2 separate regions of the Mus musculus genome follow, and region 2 is linked to region 1. The links are chromatin contacts, called in public Hi-C maps. All regions are on one chromosome and are shown on one strand. The core of a region is the stretch at or near the end of the contact, and the rest is flanking DNA. Distances in the headings are between cores, read along the strand shown.

Region 1 (2,700 bases), core at 88-2,587:
TTACTAACCCCTTTCTAGGTTTCCGGCTTAGGGCAGAAGGAACCTATTGAATGTTTGCTGTAAAGAGATCTTGAATAACACTCTCGTTTTGATCTTGTTGCTAGAGACAGAAACTTACCTAGAGACACCTCTGCTTTCTTTGATGGGTTTTCTCAGATCATTCCTTGTGATGTTTAACATAACACACGTGTAGAAGATGGGGCAGGAGTTTGAAGATATACTGGGATCTATTAAGGGCATGTAAGAATAATTTAAGAGGCTGTGGTACATCCATTGAAGTACTCCAATGAAGTCATTATCTGAAACTTTGAAAGAGTTGTTGGATGAAGAATGAATATAGAGTAAGCAATACAGGTAAAAGAGAGAGAGAGAGAGAGAAGAAGTGGGAGAAGAAGTGGAAGGGAAGAGGAGAAAGGGAAAGGGAGGAAGAAAGGAGGGAGGAAGAGAGGGAGAGGGAAAGGGAGACAGAGAGAGATAATTACGTCAGTTAGTTAAAGGAGGATAAAGTGGCCACTGACTTATACTCAGAGGGAACAGTGAGTTAGTTATAGCAGGAGATGAAGGGCATAGAAAGGAAGGAATGATGTGAGATGGGTGGTACTCACTTGAACTTAGCTCATGTGTACTACATGAACAATCTTCTCAAACTGAGACTTGCTTACCAATTACCCCTCCCCCCACAAACACACCCTGATCTATTGGATTCACCTGCAGATATTGTATTTGTTTGTTGTTTTTTTAGTTATCTGAGGTTAGCTCCAAAAGTTTGCCATGTGATTTTGTTGTTGTTGTTCCCAAAAGTCACATTTATAGTAATGCCATATTTGGGCTCAGGAACATAGAGCTGGGATATCTTTTCATTGTTGTTCGTTTTGGGCTCTTTTCCTCACAGGTTTAGATATCATAAGCAAATCTATTACTTTTCCTTGGTCAATGCTTAATAAACTCGCATGTACTGTTCACTGAGGTATCTTGTTAAAATGCAAGGTCTGATTAGGTTAACCTGGGTCTGTGTGTAAACTGTTGTATGTAACAAGTTCCCCCCGTGAAGCTCATTCTCCTGGTTGCGGATCCAGTCTGGTCTGTGGTTGGGAAATCTCTCTGCCATCATTTCCCCAGATATCACATGAATAAAAATAAGTAAATAAAGCACTTTGCCTACCGTGGAACAAAAGAAAATGTGAAGTGTTGGTAGTAGATTGACAGAGACAGGAAATGGAAAAGGCTTGAGTTTTAAGCTGAGTGTAATTTAAGCACATTTACAGAACTAGAGGAGTCAGGATGAAAGGGGGAAGTGAGACATTTCGCAACTGGGTACTCCCCAAAAGATGTTAATGCTTTGCTTTGTCAATCACTTCAGACACTTGGACAAGCATGGCACTCAGGGGATGTGGTTCAGTGAGTAGCTCACAGGAAGTAGTATTTTCACAGATGGTTGATCCATTGGCTAGAATAAAAAGTGGATTTTCCTGGCAGGTACTTCATAATTCCATAATTCTAAAAGAAAAGCATGATTGCTTTCAACGGCTGGCATACATTATTATGATTTTAGGATGCTTGGGTAATAGTTGTGGTTAATATGAATTGGCAAATTTGACAAGATCTAGAGTTACTTAGAAGGCCAAATTTTGGGTATGTGTGTAAGGGATGTTCTTTACTGGGTTAATTCAAGTGGGAAGACCCACTGTAAATGTGGGTGACATCATAACATGCACAGGTGTCTCAGTCTGAGTAAGGGAAAATCAGAGCTGGTCCCAGCTTCTCTTCTCCTCTGCTCTTGCTTCTGTCTGATTTGTGACTGTGGGTGTAATATGACTAGCAGAAGCACTCTTCTGCTGGCATACCTGTCTTTCCACAAAGGACTGTTTACCTTCAAACTCTAACCCAGAACAAACCCTGTCTTCCTTAAACAGTTTCTGTCAGCTTTTCCTCCACATTAGTGACAGAAATAATAAATGGACTTACTTTTCTTAAGCAATAACAAAATCATTATTGTTTTTCAGATAGGCTCCTAACACGAATGGTCGAGGATGGTCTTGAACTAGAGATCCTGCCAGTGTGTGCCACCATTCCTGTCTACTGGCTCCTAGTTTTATTATTACTTTGACATAAGACTTTAAATACTAAAAAAGTACGTTAGAAAACACTGTCTGTTTTCTTTACTACATGTCACTTTATTATGTTGCCTTTCAGGTCCTTTATTTTCCCTCTGAAAGTTTGAAGTACTCAATGTTGTAATCCAGACATTTTAAACTTTGATTTGCAATCATCTAAACTACAATTCAACAGAGAAATCTTTCTAAGATTGATTTTCTCTCACTGGGTCATTCATAAACATATTCATTACACACACACTCCACGAATATTCGATAATGCATCAATCACTGAGCTGTTTACATTAAGAGACACAATTGAAATTGAACAATATAATTCAATGAAATTACTGGTCTTTTTATTTATTCATCTAACCCCTAGCTGCTCAGTCACTGTAAACAGCTTCATTGAAAACAATTCACTTTTCTGTTCTTTCTGGATTGATCTTCTCAAATACATGATTGCTCTTAATTCAGATGAAATATTTCATTTCTTTAAGTACATGGAAAGGAATTAGAGCCAGCTGAATGCAATAAGGAACAAGGAAGGAAGACGCTCAGTAAGAGGAAATCAAACCTGTTTACAAGTCTGGGATCTAAACACTTG
Region 2 (2,700 bases), core at 100-2,599, 420 kb before region 1:
GACATATGTCTTCTAACAAGGCTACACCTACTTTAACAAGGCCAACCTCCTAATAGTGCCATTCCCTGGGCCAACCATATTCAAACCCCCACAGTGATGAAGCTTATGATGGGATATCTTTCATTAGTCAATGAGGGCTGAAAGAGATTGACAGTGAATCTCAGCCAGCCAGTGTTTGGCAAAGTTCATCATGGAAGTTTAGCCCTTATGGTAGAGGAGACTTTCTCATTAAGGTAGTCTAGGAGAAATGTGCTACTGAATTTTAAAATTTTATTGTTTAATGGACTTCTAAAATTGTAATTTACCATAAAGGATGCCACCATTCTTCAAAGTTTTCTATATTGTGTGGTTCCTTTCTTATCCTGGGGAAATTTCCTCTGAAATTACAGCTGACCTCATCATAGAGTGAGTGTTTTGTTGTCGGATTTTGGTGGCCATCTTAACAGCTGGGGAATGTTGAGGTATGGTCATGCAGCTGATTTCTACCTAAGTGACTGTAGATGAACACGTAACAGAGCTTCAGTGTATTCCAAATATAGAAGGGGGCAGAGAGTGATTGTATCTTGATTCTGATTCTAGGCAATTCTCAGAAGTCCTTGGGTTGAGTATTGTGCCCTGGAAACAAGCAGGGAACTTAATATCTCTACAGAGAAACCTTAGAATGCACCTTCAAACTGAGGAAGAATAGAACGAGTATCCAGGTAAACAAACTCTAGGGACATTTTCTAAGATGAAACAGTACACAGAGGCTTGAAAATCTGAGTGTCTTGTCAATGGATGCTAGGCCAGCTTGTATAATTTTCACAGTAATTTCTGGTGGTCTCAGTCTGTGTACATAACCACATTGTTATTTTTGTTCCTATTCAAAATATAAAAGTATTATGTTGAAGGAGGAAAAGAATGTAATTGCAAAGGTGGAAAGGCCAAATGGGGACAGATTTAAGCATACATTTATTTTAAAGATCACACTCTTAAATGTTGTTTTAAAAGAGCTACGATTTTATAATTTTAACACCAATTATATTGAATGTCTGAGAGATGCCAGAACTCTCATAAACGTGTAAGGCCAGGGAAAGCTTATGGTTGACATTCAATGAGGAAGCGAAAGGGAAGCCAAATGACATGAATGGAAACTCCAGATTTTGTGAATTAGATGGCTACAAACCCTGGTTAGAAACCAGATGAAAGAGTGCCATTGGTTGTCTGATTTCTAGCAGAAAAATCCACAAAACGATGCAGCTCTTAAGCCCGAGAGGTAGGTGACTTTCAGAGTGGAGCAGCAAACTCACAAAAGACCCCTGGGCTAAGTGGTTCCGCCTTGAGTCAGCCAGTGAAGTGGAAAAGGAGAACTTTCTGACGTGGGGCCAATTTTATGGTTTCTGTCACTAAAGTTAGTACATCGAGCCATTATGTAATCCAGTACAACAGAAGAAAATGTGTGCCTCCCTCCAAGTTCAAACTAAAAACTGGAGCACATAGCAATGACTACTGGCTGAACTGCAACTGCTTGCTTAAAGACAGAGTACAGGGCAGGAACTCCAAGAATTAGATTATGAACAATATAATGAATCACTTTAGAAATATTCATGTTTGTCTTAAGCCACAATCCCAGTGTCTGTGTTTCTGTGTGTGTGCATGTTCATGTGTGTGAAGGTGCATGTGTTGTGTGTGTGCGCATGCATTCACACTACATACCCAAGCATGTGGAGACTGGAGAACAATTCTGTCTGTCCCCTGACACTGCCCACTTTGTTATATTTTTATTACGCTTTAAAATTACTTTATTTATTTTCTCTCTGTGTTTCTCTCTGCCTCTTTCTGTGTATCTCCCTCCCTCTCTCAGTCTGTCTGTCTGTCTCTGTCTCTCTCTCACCTCCTTCTGTCTGTGTGTGTATCTGTTTATTGGCATGCATGGCACATATATGGAATCAAGAGAACAAGATGCAGTTCTTTTCTCCTTCTGCCATGTAGGTTTTAGAGACTGGAGATTGAATTCATGGCTTCAGGCTTGGTGACAAGTGTCTGTACTTGTGAGGGCATCTTACAGGTCTCACATTGTTTTTTTTGAGACAGAGTCTCTCAGTGCTCTGTAACTTGAAAAGTGGGTTGGGTTGGCCAACTTGCAAAGGATTTGACTATTTCTGCTTCTCCAGCACCAAAATTACAGTTGTAGGCCACATGCCCAGCTTTTTAAATGTGGGCTCTTAAGATAAAAAAAGTCTTTACGTTCATAAGGCAAACATTTTATCTCTGGAGTGATCTTTTCATCCAGTAAATTCTTAAAATGATGGTGTCATTTTCTCCTAACTCAGACTGTAATGGAGTAACCTTGAGGTTTAAATCATCTCGGTCCCATCCCTGGTTAGATTCATTACTTACTTTTTAAGCCAACTATTATAGGTAACTTGCCAGCCTTAAGGAAGGTTGGTATGACAAAACCAAACAAAACAATGTTAATTCTAGTGAACAATTGCCATAAAATTTCTTTTAATACATTGAAAGACACTGAATTTCAATAGGAAATATGGAAATAGCCTAGGGAGAAAGAACTGAGAAAAGAAGGAACACCAGTGTTCTCTGTGGAAGCTCTGTTTAGGGTGATTTGAGTCTTTGTCTGTCTCCATGAAGATGAAAGTACACAGCTCTGAGAGCATAATGGCAGCAGTACAGTAAAATCCATAACTGTGTGTGGTTCCATGT

What was found. Hi-C and Micro-C count contacts between places; a contact is called where the count stands out from the background.
Region 2: a contact with region 1 is called in a Hi-C map of bone marrow-derived macrophages, with 3 times the contacts expected there. The contact joins two enhancer-like sites. A contact is called at or near these places in 3 of 484 Hi-C or Micro-C datasets (bone marrow-derived macrophages and granulosa cells).

Annotation. Positions count from the first base shown.
Region 1 is chr10:16,995,623-16,998,322 of GRCm38.p6, reverse strand. All of the region lies in intron 1 of Gm20125 (predicted gene, 20125), which reads left to right. Among named protein-coding and RNA genes, the nearest start is that of Gm20125, 99 kb to the left of the region's middle. Within about 2 kb of position 1,337, at least 57 of the 459 cell types and tissues checked have an H3K27ac peak or open chromatin away from gene starts, as enhancers often do. A contact at or near this core is called in bone marrow-derived macrophages, where this site is marked.
Region 2 is chr10:17,417,025-17,419,724 of GRCm38.p6, reverse strand. No RefSeq gene overlaps it. Among named protein-coding and RNA genes, the nearest start is that of Gm32656, 240 kb to the left of the region's middle. Within about 2 kb of position 1,349, at least 61 of the 459 cell types and tissues checked have an H3K27ac peak or open chromatin away from gene starts, as enhancers often do. A contact at or near this core is called in bone marrow-derived macrophages, where this site is marked.